2 separate regions of the Gasterosteus aculeatus genome follow, and region 2 is linked to region 1. A link is a contact called in public Hi-C data. All regions are on one chromosome and are shown on one strand. Each heading gives the region's core, a stretch centred on a gene start, on an enhancer-like site or on the middle of the called end of the contact. The rest is flanking DNA. Distances are from core to core; before and after follow the strand shown.

Region 1 (7,456 bases), core at 2,640-5,139:
CTATGTTATGTAATTACAGTGATTAAGACTTCACCAACACTTTTAGAGTTCTCTTCAATCTTAATGAACCATTAATTATCTGCATGTGGGAGAAGATTATATACCTTCCATCTGTAGATAACATCACTGGGTATTTAGGCTTTCTAAGCTTGCCAAGCAGTTAAGTGCAGTTTGCAGAGCTGTCAGTTGCCCTCAGGAGGATTTTACCACTCATTCATAAAATCACAGGCGGAAGAAGATCACCTAGGCAACAGCCTTCAACTCAGATTTTTGAACTCAGCTCTGCCCTAGAACAATAACTGTGAAACTCGCCGATCAGATCTAATGTGGAGAAGTAATCCTCCTGGGCTTTCGACACACTTATTCTAATTGGGTTGTTTTTTTTGTAGTATTGTACGATTCCGTCGCACGGGGGAGAGCACACGCTCCGAGGACGATGGTGAGAGTAGAGAGCAGGCGTTCAGGATGGCGGAACAGACTGAACTGGAGTCTGTGGCACTTACAGACGGAGCTCCAGTTCCTCGGGAGTTTGCCAATCCAACTGATGGTACAGTATGACAGGGCTTTATTTTACACACCCTGTGACCCCTCTCCTTCCTGATAACATCCTCCGATATGTGCTGCTTTGAGCTCTAGAGAAGGTTTGCCTTTACTGATTTATCAAATACCCCTTTGAATAACATCCCCTCAGACACATTCATGGTAGAAGATGCCGTAGAGGCCATCGGCTTTGGGACATTTCAGTGGAAACTCTCCATCCTCACTGGTCTGTCCTGGGTGAGAACACTTCATTGTTGGAAAATACACCATTTCAGGGGGTGATGTCTAAGTTTGCAAGCTATAGAATGTGTCTCTGAGCTGTTTTCTGTTTGCTCAGATGGCTGATGCTATGGAGATGATGATCCTCAGCATCTTAGCCCCACAGCTTCACTGTGAATGGAGGCTTCCCAGACTTCAGGTGGCATTGCTTACATCGGTAATGGCTCTCTAATATCTTGATTGTTCTCACTTGCAACGCTGTGTGACTGTCCTGCTAAGGGATTGCTCATGTTGAGCAGTGACAACCATGTGGGAAATAATAGGGTGTGTAATGTAGTTCAATGCTGTGTGAGTTGCAATATTATTATTTGAATGGAAATCACAATTTAGTCAAGTGAGTATGATATAAAACAATAAGTAAACAGGGAACATTGAGTATAGTTTTACTAAAACCCTTGAAAGGCCTTAAATGGTGGACGTTTTTAATTGAGTAATTAGGGGCTCAAACGGTAAAAGATGCATGAAAGGATGCGCATAATATCAGCCTTGTCTTGTGAAACTATTATCATGTGTATTCAGACTGCTGCATCATATTAACATGTTTCTTTCCACTGGTGCAGGCAGTGTTCATTGGGATGATGATAAGCTCTTCTCTTTGGGGAAACATATCGGACAAATACGGCAGAAAGACGGTAAGTTTAAATAAAGCCTCTGCTGTAGAAGTGCGATGATTTGTTTGTATTTGTTTGCTCTAATCTAGCGACATTGCAAGTTCAATTGTTGTGAATGAAGAGCCTCATTAGCTTGTTAAGTTTTGTTTGCATGCCTACACAGGGTCTGAAGATGAGTGTGCTGTGGACTATGTTCTACGGGGTTTTGAGTGCATTTGCACCTGTTTATGGCTGGATCCTCGTCCTCCGTGCACTGGTGGGCTTCGGCATTGGAGGAGCCCCACAGTCGTGAGTATTCCTCATTCATCTCCCTAAAATACGACGTGTTAATAGTTAATGATGTAAGTCAGGATTAAGTGTGAAATGTCCCCTCCTCTTACAAGGGTGACACTGTATGCTGAGTTTCTGCCGATGAGGTCCAGAGCTACGTGCATCTTGCTGATTGAGGTATGGGCTTCTCTTATGCATCATCCATACATAGTGCTGATGGCGAGGACACAACATGCAACCACATCACCACAGCTGTGGAATTCTCTAGCAGGATTTTGAGTTTGACTTTGCCTTTTAGATATTTTGGGCACTGGGCACGGTGTTCGAGGTCCTCTTAGCCATCCTGGTGATGCCCACTCTAGGCTGGCGTTGGCTGCTCGGCCTTTCCACCATTCCTCTCTTCATCTTCTCCCTCCTGTGTTGGGTGACTATGATGTTGTTGTGGTTGTTGTGAGACGCAATATGTCAGCGGAACAAATGACAGCCTAATCCAGTCTGCTCTTTGGTGGGGTGGGATCAGTGGCTACCAGAGAGTGCTCGATACGACGTGCTGACAGGGAACCAGGAAAAGGCTCTGGCCACATTGAAGCGCATCGCCACAGAGAACGGAGCACCCATGCCACTGGGAAAACTGGTTGCTGACAGACAGGTAAAAGAGACTTTCTGCAGAACAGAAACATTTATGAATGATATTAATCTATGCTGCCTATTTTTTTTGTCTGTCATTTTAATTAGGAGGAACGAGGAAAGATTCAAGACCTATTTTCTTCCCATTTTCGCTGGACCACAGTGCTGCTGTGGTTTATTTGGTAATTATTATAATTATCATTGGAGCTAATGATAATGCCACCTACTGACACCCTGAGTTGTTACCCACAGGTTTCTCATTTGTTCTTAAGCTCCGAAACCTCAATGTTCTCCAAGGGCACAGACATATTAATCTAATCAAGTGAACCACTATTAATTCATCCCGTTTCCCTCCTCAGGTTTGCAAATGCCTTCTCTTATTATGGGCTTGTGCTGCTCACTACGGAGCTCTTTCAGGAGGGAGGTGCATGTGGAAGTGAGTCACAGCTCGAACAGCGACGGATGACTTCGCACATTCAAGGACACGCACTCACATTCTTATTTGCTACACTGTTAAGAGATATTTGCAGTTTAGTTACATGTGTCAGACCAGCAGAGAGTCTGGAGTGGCAAACGTTTTGGATTCCCTCGCACAGGTGTGCCAGATAACATTAACAACAACGCCTCCTGAAACCTGTGAAGAAACAGAGCCATCCTTAATGTCATCAGTCATATCTGCCATTTAAGATATCCACACATTTCTACTGTATGTTTTTTGCTAAATCACAGATCAGGCCTGTGCTGGGTGTGTATAATCCTGTTTTCTGTTGTTTTATATCTCCCTCTAGTGTCCAAAGGTAACAAGAAAGATCTTCAATGTAACCTGGAGTGTAAATATTTGAACTCTGACGACTACAAAGACCTGTTGTGGACCACCTTATCGGAATTCCCAGGTACACATAAGTTGTGTCTTCACTCAGTCTTTTTATTCTTTTCTATGATTCTTTTCTACTATAGTAGTTAATTATATTGGCTTTGTTGTTCCACTGTATCATAATTACTTATTATACCTTATACCTATTATACAAGTAAACATCTTAATAACGTTAAGACAATGTTCTAACAGAGGACACTTTGGCAAGGAGTTAAAAATAACATTAATGATGGCCCCATTCCATTTAGGTGTGCCAGGGCCTCGCTGTCAGGCCGGCTTCCTGACAAAAGTCCTGGCTTACCCAGAGAGAATGGAGCCATCATTAAGATTATTAGTCACCCCTCTGCTTTTCCACCAATGACCTGTCATTGTCATGGTAATAATAAAACACATTTCATTTAATTGCTGCACCGTAACATAAAGAGCAAGTCAGCAAATTGTGTCCTACACGCCTTGAATTTTAAACCGTCGCATAGGACTGCTGGTGACACTGTGGGCCATCGATCGACTGGGCAGGAGGAAGACCATGGCGTTGTGTTTCTTCGTCTTCTCCATGTGCATCATTCCCCTGTATGGCTGCCTCGGGAGGTGAGGTGATACCGAGAAGAACATTGAGCGTGACGTTGTGCGTCCACCATTCATCCAGCATTACTGGTTCCTCTGTTGCAGAGCACCCATGACAGTGTTGATATTCATCGCCAGAGCTTTCATTGCGGGAGGATTCCAGGCTGCTTACGTGTACACTCCAGAGGTAAGACGTCTACCAGGGCTGTCAGATGTTTTCCTTTTATTTCTTGCGTTGAGTAAAATAAAAAATCAGATCCAGCCTACTCAGTTTTTTTTCTTGAACCTGCAGGTGTACCCAACAGCAACCAGAGCTTTAGGTCTGGGAATGAGCAGTGGAATGGCCAGAGTCGGTGCCCTTATTACACCTTTTGTTGCCCAGGTAACACCCATCAGTCAGTACTGTTTCTTTTTAAGACATCAAAACAAGAGGAAGTAACAAAAATGTTTTTCCCTGGGTTTCATCCTGCAGGTGATGTTGGAGTCATCTATTTACCTGGCTCTTTCCGTGTACTGCTGCTGCTGCCTCCTCGCCGCCATCGCCTCTTGTGCACTGCCAATTGAGACAACGGGCCGGGGCCTGCAGGAGTCGAGCCACCGCGAATGGGGCCAGGAGATGGTGGGTCGGGCCTCCTCCCAAAGCTCAGGGGGAATTCCTCCCTCCACCCCTGTTTCCCAGGACTGAGGACATGTTGGCAGGAGCACAATTGAGATTTGAGGACCAGTGAGGAAAAGACGTGAGAAGAGGCAAAAGAAAAAAAAAGCTAATCCAGCTTTGGTGTCCAGCTCCAGTCCCACTTTATGACTCCTCAGTTTCGGCACCAGAGTGGCTTCAGAGAGCCAGGCACAATATTATAAATCTTATCATGTCGTCTTTGACCGCTATTGCTGTCATAGTTTGGCCACTTCTTAACTGGAACAACAAAATAACCATCACAGGTACAAGATTGAGAAAATAAATGGTGGATAAAATGTGAAACATTCTTGAATGAATGAATTGAATGAATTCAAGTAAAGCATTTAAATCCTTCTAATGGAAAAAAGAAAAGTAGAACAAAGAGGGTCTAACGGTTAACTCTGTTCCGAGTTTGGGCTTGAGAGAACTTCTCTTGTCTGTTGTGTCTGTTAGCGTAGATCCACGATACGGAGATAAGGGTGAGGACCGTCTTGTGCACACAAATTGTTGGTTAAGAAACACAAGCTTTTTAACTTGTATATGGCAGGTGTGAGGAACACGTCCTCATTGACAAATCAAAAGACAATTAGATGAAATACAGTCTGGGGTTACATTGTTGAAGATTGTGCCAGTGAAAGGACATACTGTACAGACAGACAGCCACCGTGTCGAACCCTGTGTTTGTATCATTTCACATTTCAACATGGATCATTGTTTTCTGCTGGAGCCACAAACCGTTTCATTCACAACAACCCAACAAATCTGCCAAAACCTTCATCAGAAGATAATAAACATACAGTCAAAGATATTTCATAGTTAGTGCACATCTAGAAACAGTCCACAGATGCTGGGCTGCATTTAAAGAAAGAATTATGTACATTGACGTTAACGTATTATGAAACTAAAAGCAGACCCGACCTAGATAGTAAGTGTTAAATGATTTTAAGGAATTACATTAACAAAAATATTTGGTGTTGCATTCTCTCCTGTACCAGACCTCGAGGCTCTGCACACACAGACCTACACACACGTATACGCAACGGCCCAGCAGGGTGGTCCATTCTGTCTTCCTGTAAATAATGTATCTACACCTGGTTGAGTTGTTGTCTCTACTTTTGTTTGTAACAAAGGTGATGAGAAGACACACTTTGCTCAGTCTGAGTGACACACTGGGAAATGTTTTGTTTAAGAGACAAACTTAAAAGAGAGATTCACCAGTTCAGGTCCGGCCAGCTGACTCTTTACCTGCCAGTGTTTGATTCATAGTGCTGCATTAAATGTATGTGTGCACACATTATTGTCAATGCACTGGATGTAAATGTGTATGATATTATCGTAAATAGTAGAACAAAAACAGCCCTGGATTCATGTTTTTATTTATTACTACACAGTATGGTTATATTAGTTATAATCATTTTCATTATGAAGATTTGTACACTTATTTTAATCAACAAAACCTTCAAATTTAAGTATCACTACTTTGGAATGATCCATTTGTTATTAATAATCAACGTGAGTAGTGTCTCCTCTTTAAAGTCACATTCAAGTTACAAACATTGCATCGTTTTGAAGCGACACAATTAATCCAAAGGTACACGTGTTTGCTCTAAATGTTAGTTACAAACCAGAGCAGTTTGAGCAGTATGTGATATAAGGCACTGACCTCCTTGTTCTAAAAAGAAGGGCACCAATCAGTACAAATTTACAAGCGAGCTTTTGGACCTTTGCTTTTTTGTTCCACAATCTGACCAAAGAGCCTCGCTGCCTCCTGCGCACAGCCTCGGTGAATAGTGAGTCCAAAACCTCCATGGCCGTAGTTGTGTATCACCTGAACGAGAGCCATGATATTTTAAATGTAGAAGTCAAATGAAAGACTGGTTGGAGTGCTGCTGGGCTGTTAAAAGTTTACCTCCACTGTAGTCGCCCCACACTGTATGGCCTCCCTCTCCAGTCGGACTTTGCTGCGAACCGGTCTCAGGCCGGCCCAGTCCTCCACCAGCCTGGCATGCTGAAGTTAGTAACGACGAGCCGTGTGCACATGCAAAGGCAAATGCACACGGTTACATACCGTAGCAGGGCAGAGGCTTGTTGTAAACCATTTATTACAGTTGACACAAACAGTCTTTGTATGGGCTCCTAGACAAACACTCTGATATCATCTCACCTTGAGACTCGGCTCCAGCTTGCAGGCGCTTTCCCAGATGTGTTTATGGTCGGTGGAGTTAGTCTTTTCACTCCAGTTTCCTAACTGTAAAATTCCTCCGACCGTCACGAGGCGACTTCTGCAAACAAATTACAACAACCTTGTCTTTCTTTGTCTCCCAAAAAACACTGTAATTTAATTTAAAATCTTCTAAAAGTTTTATATAACCACTGCAACTTTTGATGTAAATGATACTCTAAGTCCACAGCCCTCCTGTCCCTCACTACTAACATTACAAAAGACGTTGGCTCCTAAATGATATGCATCAGAATCCCCAGTGTTTGATGTCACTGAAACTACCCTGGAATGATATATGGTGAATTATAGACCCCTGTTTTAAAATCGTGGGTAAGAATCCAATGCTTCAGCCACGGAGCATCCACCTGAAAAACAAAGAATAACCAGGTACAACCTTTGTTCGCATAGTGCCTTTGTAGATAGATATAGAACCACTCTCACTTTTATTATCTGGCCACGGCCTGGTTTGAGCTCAGGGTCCGGCTGGAGCTCTCCGGATCTCATCCCAGTGCAGTTAATGATCACGTCTGCCCCAGTTTTTACCAGCTAAATACAGGCAAGCATGATAAGAGATAACAAATCCAACAAGCAATAACATCTGTTTGGAGGTAAGAGGGAAAATACAACAGCCTGGCGATATAGGATGTAAGAGACAAAGAGCAATCCTAAAATCAAAAATAAAACAATGTACAACTATACTAAACTATGCAACTATATATTGAAAAGCCTTTACGAACCTCCTGGAAGGACTCTATTTTTCTGTGATGAAATTTCACTCCCCTTTTTTGCAACCT
Region 2 (7,456 bases), core at 3,636-6,135, 46 kb before region 1:
TAATACCGTTTTTCTCAATCGCTTCAAGTCGAAACATTCTCATCTTTGTTTCATGGGACAGTTTTAATGCTCTTTTGCATGTCTACAAAAGCCAAAATATTGTGTCAATTGGCCGATGCCCCCAAGATAAAAAGTTGTTTTGTCAGAGTCTGTGAGTCAACGGTAAAATGCTTCTTACACGGATTGTATGTTGATGTTTTGTGCAGCTGAATGCTGAATGAAAGAAATTGAGAATAATGTGACAACTTAACGCAGAATCAACTCATCAGTTTTGAACTGAAAAATATGTTATTGCGAAAGTTGTAGGCAACCTCCTCATTTGCATATGAGAGCTAAAACACCTGCAATTAGCTTGAATGAATAAGAAATCCAAATCTTTTGTAACAATTAATAAATTGTTCGGAGATTATTTTTGTTTACAAAGTTCTCATTCACAAAATGGAGACAAAGCATGTTAGTAATTTAGTAAAGATGTTAAACAAAAGGTCAAGGTCCTGTTTTTCTGAAAGACGGCAGCCATTAAGTTTGATACCTAGAGATGTGAGATGCACCTTGAGCCATCCTGGCTTCCTCATTCCATGTTAATATAGTTTGGGGAATACAGCTGAAGAGAATCCCAGCAGTTTACCTGCACTCATTAGGAAAAACCTGATAATAATACGTTGTAATCAAATTCACAGCTTTTAGCGCTGAGCACTGAAAAGGGCGCGAACTGGATATTCAGTCACGCAGGAGAGAAAGTGCACCCAATGAATTTACTTTGTGAAATTGATATGACAAATAGATGGGAGGATCCGGGGCCATCGTAAAACTGTCCCTTATTATAAAAGCCAAGTGGTGACGGACCTGGTCTCAACATCAACCTGAAGCTGGCAAATGGAAAAAAGCTGTTAATACTGTAATTCTATACCCTATTGTTGATCGATGGAGTTGCAAAAGCAGAGCCTGCAAAGCAGATAGAGCGATAGATACAGCAGATAGATCCATAGATAGATACAGCAGATAGATACAGTAGATAGATAGATAGATGCAGTAGATAGATAGATACAGTAGATAGATAGATACATACATACAGCAGATAGATAGATACAGTAGATAGATAGATCAGGAATTTACCATTATTTTACGGTATAATACCGTAAATGGTTTTTACACTATGTTACCGTAAAATGGATTACCGTATGTTACCGTAAACTTGAACCAATTTTACTGTGAATTAACTGCAATTTGCTGGCAGTCGACGCTGGTAACTTACTGTTTTATTTACAGTGCCCTACCGTAATATATGGTATGTTGTCGTATATTGGATTACAGTTACAGTGTTACCCTACGATTACTGTTTTTGTGTTATAAATACCAGAATGTTACCGTTTACCTATAACCGTATACTTTTGCATTTAATTCCCCACAAATTAAAGAAAGACAACCAAACTCATTTCGGTCATAGTGGTTGGAGTTTATTAGATGCCTTTAAGACAAAAATGTTAGATATTTGTAACCAAGAATAAAACATAAAATATAATAATGTATACAATAATAAAAAAATGAATCATAAAATTATTAGGAACAAGGTAAACTAACTGCAACAATACGCTATGGAACACTTTCAATTGACCGCAGCAAACGGCTGCCGTCCTTAATCCAGTGCCTCTGTAAAACAAACCAAAATAAAATATTTAGAAACACTGTCAATGGTAAAATATTAAAATTACAAAGATGAGGAAGACAACAAGATGTAAGGAAAGAGAATGAAAAAGAATGTTAATCATGCTAGGCAAATAACACTTACCAACGTTACTCGCAGAGACGAGGCAATGAGAAACTCCTCCGATGTTGAACTGCTCAGGTGTTCTGGATGAACTGAGATTACGCGTCTGACGTCACGTTCAGGAGCAGTCGGTCACGATTAACACTCAAATGACTATTAGGCAATGAACACTTTGAATAATACAAATATTTATAATGTTTACATTCTGGCCACTGAAATGATGGGAAAGGTGGTGCAAGGGATAGGGAGGGTGTGTTGTGCAGTGCAAGGTCAGCGGTTCGAATCCTGTGCCAAGTCGAAGTGTCCCTGAGCAAGACCCCTAACCCCCAATTACTCCACATACAATTATGTCAAACCATGGGCGTTTTGGATAAAAGTGACAGCTGCATGTATAGTAATGTCCTGTAAGTCAAAGTCATCATCGTATCTCATGAGATACCATCTCATTATGGTGACTTACAGGACCTGTTTTTCAGTGGCTGACATGGGATTCCATTCATTAACCTACAACAGATGTAGATGGATTGTGATTCACTGCACTTGTATGTGTATTTCCACCACTTCATAAAATATATGTAACATGCAGTTGAATTACGGTAGTCTGCTATTATTGTAAATTGACAGCTTTAACTGTTTATTCATGACATTGGCCGTTAATTTACAAGCAAGGGATGGAAATTTAACTGTATGTTACAGTTATTATGACATACTGTAAGATATCGTTAGAAATGCACCGCAAATTTACAGCAATTTGTTACAGTGTATATAGATAGATAGATAGATAGATAGATATAGATGCCAGGATGGGGGGTAAACAATCAGCTGGGGGGGGGGAGGCTGCGGTTGCTCAGCCGAGGTGTGGTGGCCCCTGAGGGTCAAAAGCATAACAACATCACAACAAACCATATAGCACTGGCCTTCTCTAATATACAACCCTGTCAATCTGCATTGCCACATAAGGGCAGAAGAACATCAGACTGACAGGAGGCTCTATTGCACGCGCTGGTGCCTGTTAGAGCACGTCGGGTCTAATCACACATGGACATGTGCATGTGCTCCGTTGACAGACAAACAGACGTGGACATTACAGACGTTATTTCTAAAACGTTGACTTTTATTTAGTTTAGTTTGGTTGGTTTTCGTAAATTCCTCTCATCTCCAAATCACAACTTAGTAAATGTAACTTTCCCCTTTGGCGCTGTTTGGATTTTCTGTTGAAATGTGACAAGATAAACTCCCATTAATGAGTCAACGCACCTGCAGATTTTCCTCTTTACTGTTACGTGTCGTGGTTTATTGTGGGCACTGAAATGACAAACACAAACCCATTAAAAAGTGAGCGAAGGCAACATGGAGAGGAGCTCCTCTGAGATGTTCACTCGGGCAGAAGTCCTGGTATGGCATTTAGAAAGACATGCCATTACCTGAAATTATCCAGTGAAGGTGTGACTCATCCCAGCAAGGGAATCCTGGGTTGAAGAGGGTGCTTGTGTGGAAAATAGAGGAGTCCTCACAATGAAGCAGGGACAGTTCCTTCCTCTCAGGCGGGGACACTTTAACTGCCGCTCCGTATTTTAAATGAATATTTCATATACTAATTCCTGGATGTCTGAAAAGTGTAGTAATTGTAGTTTGGTCGAGTATTATCGGATTTTGTTTGTTGTGAAACTATGAGGGAAGCTCCGGGGGGGTCCAGCCCCTCTCAGTCTGTCACCCTGTGTTATCCCTCCATCCTTTCACCACCTCATCTACCTGACAGCCAGGTCCTGCAGGCGGAGCCGGACTGGTGCACCGACGCCTGCGGACGCCTCCTGCTCATTTTTTGACTCAGACGCGTTCTCGCTCATAAAATACACTCGTGAGTGTAAGACTCGTTGCTTCGTGGGAACACAGATCATACACTCAAAGTACAATCAGACAAATCATGGGATATTTTGCCACATTTACACTTCAACAAAGGGGTTGAAGAAAATTGTCAAATGCAAATTATCATCAATATGCATTCAAGTAAAATGCAGAAGCATGACAGCTTTAATTTGTCAAACACAGATTTGAGGTGTTTTGTGTGTACGCGTTGTTAAGGTCAATCCAGAGAGTGAACCTGATGTGTCCCAAGTTGTGTAACTGCAGGCTGGTGCTTTACAAGTGGAGCAGGGATGCAAACCTGCTTTGAAATTCAGTGTATTCTTTCGATGGCACATCTTAGATGCCGAATCATGTGGGTGCTGAATGATTTTACCAGATTAATTCAAATAAAAATTAAAAAGATCTGTAGGATTTCGAAATACAATTATCCTTGTCACAAGATCTTGTCTTTCCTTGTCTCGGCCACAAGATGGCATAAAGATCCAATGTTCCCATGTCAGGAAGACACAACACGCCCATGACTCATCTCTGTATATTCCATGTTTGTTTTATCTATTGGCATGGATCCCTATGTGTGAAACAATACTATTACCATAAGGACCGTACAGTATTTTGCCTCATTCAGTTAAATTCATGTCAATGTTAGATGATGTGTGAGAAAATATATCCAATGGAGGTTGTTCTCAGATTGTATTGCCTGCAAACCAAATTAAAACATGAGTAACACCCATTCAGGCTGACTCCCAGAGGACAAAACTCATCACCGAAATTGACATACATTTTCTTGTTTGCCATCTCAAAACACTGCTTGTCAATTTGTTTAATATACCATATTGTCTTCATAAATACGCTCTGTCCTGAAAATCAGTGTAAAATACGACGCTTGGAAGTGAATTGACGTGTTACCGACTGTCATGATGGAGACGTGTTGACAAAGCTGTGCTTTTATAAACCGTGGAGCTCCACATGTTTCATTTTGACGAACATCTGAGTGGCTTTTGTGTGTGTGTGTGTGTGTGTGTGTGTGTGTGTGTGTGTGTGTGTGTGTGTGTGTGTGTGTGTGTGTGTGTGTGTGTGTTGTGTTGAGTCTTTATATAATTGTCCCAGGAATTAAAATCGTGCCAAAGCAAACGTGGAAAAAAGCAAACGCAATTGTGAGACGGGTCCGCTGGGCACATCCAGCAGAAGCACCGCGCGTGTCTTTAAGAGGCGGGGTGCACGAGGGGGCGGGGCAGGCGGTGGAGGGGGCGGAGCAGGTGGAGGAGGGGGCGGAGTTGTGGTCGCGGTGCGCCAGCAGCACTCAGCTGGTGAGAGCCGCTCGCAGACGGGAGACAGCATCCATGGCAACAATCATGACAGGTGGGAGCAGCAGAACGATGTTTATAAAATGACATGTGTGTTGATGTGAGGGCGCGGACCCGGTGGAGGTTAATCAGCAGGGCGTTAATCCGTCCCGCGTGCGACTGTTTGTGTTGTGTTTTTAGAGGCGGACACCCGACAGAGGCTGCTGCGCACCGTCAAGAAGGAGGTGGGTGGTTTCATCTCAGCACTTATCGGATTGGAAAAGCAAACATGCTTTTTTTTTTGTGTGTGTGTGTGTGAACCGGGACCGTTTCCGCCTGTCCGCGGGTGTGAATGAGCCTGGAGACGCTGGAAATGAACGATGCGTGTTTTCCTGATGTCAACACCGGAGATCGATGGCTTGGTGTTCATCTCAGCCCCTTTGGAAAGATCAGAAAACAAGCCCGCACTGAATAGCAGATCAATAATAGTAGTCTTAAAGTATTTATCTTTTGTTTTCTATACATCTTATCCCCTATTTGGGGTCATGAGGCTTTAGAAATAAATCAATAAATATAAATCAATAAATAAATATATATATATATATATATATATATATATAATATTCGTGGAGAAGGAGAATGGAGAAGGAGGACACATTGTGTTAGTGGTGTTTATGGCAGAGCAAGCCGAGCCATTTGGTTGTTACACAAACTGTGTGTGTGTGTGGGGGGGGGGGGGGGGGGGGGGTGGAGGCAGTTCTGGTGGTCTGTTCAGCTGGTCTTCAGCACTTCATCATCATCATCATCATTTGAGGTTACCGCAGTAAAACAGAAGAGCAGAGCTCAGCGGAGATCAAATGAGACGTCGCTACCATTTAGTCTGTCATTCAAACTATGAATGACATTTCTTTTTAGAGGTCTTCATCGTTGTGGATTCTCTAGCTTGCTGTGGTCTTTTGCTCGAGGTTATAGGCCCCGACCCTTGGAGAGAGGAGATGTGGAGCATAGGGACTGACATTTAGAGCCTGTTGCACGGGAACAGGTCGTGCTGAGGCTGATGCAAAGCTCCCATTACATGAACATCCATCTAGGTGAATAATAATCATCATTTCTTAGCTTTTTCTGACATTGTTCTTCTTTTTTTATATCAGTGATGCTTTCTAGATCTGTTCATTATGGCTAAATTTTATTCTGGTGAAACTACCACAGCAATCATCTGATATTAGGAATTGAACTCCAGTAGAGTTATATATGTATTATATATTTAGGCCCAAGGATTGGGCTTACACAATCTTACCCCGTTGAACAAGTGGGTCAAGAATTGACTGAAAAATGCAACTTCATGAATATTAACATCATGTTTAACAGCATTTCCATCAAGTGTCCTGTACAACAAGTGTGGACCATAATTATTTTACTCTTGATAAACTGTTGAACTTTTATGCTGCACATTTACAGGCTATTGTTAGTTTTTCTCTGTTGGTTCAGGTGACATTAGCTACCCAACAGTCCCACCTGCCAGTTAATGCAGTTTATTAAAAATCTAGCTTGTTTACATAGTGAAACCTGTTTCACCACGCGTTAGTGTACACTTCCGTCATAACTAGTTAATCATTTGAACTTATTTTTACTTTGCACTCCCTGCTGTTGTAGCTTTCCTTTGTTCCTTGTGTCACAAGTGTTCTCCCAAACATTTAGAGCTTAGCAGTAATGTACAGGGAGATCTTCTGCATTTTTTGGTACACTTAAAAACTGAAGCAGTGGAACATTACCGGTAGTTTTGTAGGGAACGTTTGGCCACTCATTCCCTTTTCCTGGCCAAATCCTAAACATAGCCGCTTTGTTTAACATCCGTTTGTTAATAGTTGATTTATTTCAATAGTTTCATCCCACATCGCCTCATCAATTACTAGACTTGAGAGCAAACAAACATAAAAATAAATCTCATCCTGAGAGACTTTGTTCTGATTTGTTTTTCTTCGAGCTCTGTTTGCAGTCTTATCAGTGGAAACAGACACTTCCCATAGTGAATCCTGCCTCCTGTGTCCTGATACGGCCTTACTGGGATTCACTCAGAGGGCACAGCTCGCCACCAGTGTAGCCTGACCAGTCTGCAGAGATCATGAAGAATGCCTTGAATCTAGATGCCTCAACAAAGAATTTGAATGTATTAATTGGTACTGAGTTATTCCCCTTTAAATGGAATATATATATTGTTGTTTTCACTTCTTCCCCTTTAGTTCATGGTCATTATAGCTCTGCGTGGGTTCTACCATATGGTGTCTCGATGCCGTGTGTTCTCTCGCTCTCTTGGTCTGTTCAATTACACCTGGATGTGAGCCAGAGAGAGCAGGACGTCTGCAGCAGTGGAAAGAGCTTCTGGCACACGCTGCATTAAAGGAGATCTCCTATTGGCCTTGGCTTTGATGCAGAACGCCTCTCAGTCCGTCTCCGTCTGTTTGCGTTGCTCTGATCTCAACTCTGAAGTGTGCTCCTCGCTCACCGCAGCGCGGACACACACCTGTGTTTGCTGAAGGAG

Evidence for each region. Hi-C and Micro-C count contacts between places; a contact is called where the count stands out from the background.
Region 2: a Hi-C map of tail fin shows a contact between it and region 1, with 4 times the contacts expected there. The contact joins the promoter of sgsm1a here to the enhancer-like site in region 1. A contact is called at or near these places in 4 of 6 Hi-C or Micro-C datasets (liver, skeletal muscle, tail fin and 1 more).

Annotation. Positions count from the first base shown.
Region 1 is chr13:10,705,249-10,712,704 of fGasAcu3.hap1.1, reverse strand. svopa (SV2 related protein a) reads left to right here. Exons shown (of 16, transcript XM_040196689.2): 2 at 390-547; 3 at 692-777; 4 at 878-976; 5 at 1,380-1,451; 6 at 1,594-1,718; 7 at 1,814-1,877; 8 at 1,999-2,124; 9 at 2,221-2,349; 10 at 2,436-2,509; 11 at 2,687-2,763; 12 at 3,116-3,220; 13 at 3,678-3,789; 14 at 3,871-3,952; 15 at 4,058-4,147; 1 more. The coding sequence ends at 4,450. It overlaps LOC120831316 (D-amino-acid oxidase), which reads right to left. Exons shown (of 11, transcript XM_040196693.2): 6 at 7,400-7,454; 7 at 7,104-7,208; 8 at 6,945-7,027; 9 at 6,606-6,723; 10 at 6,351-6,449; 11 at 5,800-6,269. The coding sequence ends at 6,144. Among protein-coding and RNA genes, the nearest start is that of svopa, 4.6 kb to the left of the region's middle. Within about 2 kb of position 3,889, at least 1 of the 9 cell types and tissues checked has open chromatin away from gene starts, as enhancers often do.
Region 2 is chr13:10,752,560-10,760,015 of fGasAcu3.hap1.1, reverse strand. sgsm1a (small G protein signaling modulator 1a) reads left to right here and starts at 4,885. Exons shown (of 24, transcript XM_078086687.1): 1 at 4,885-4,993; 2 at 5,119-5,162. The coding sequence starts at 4,975.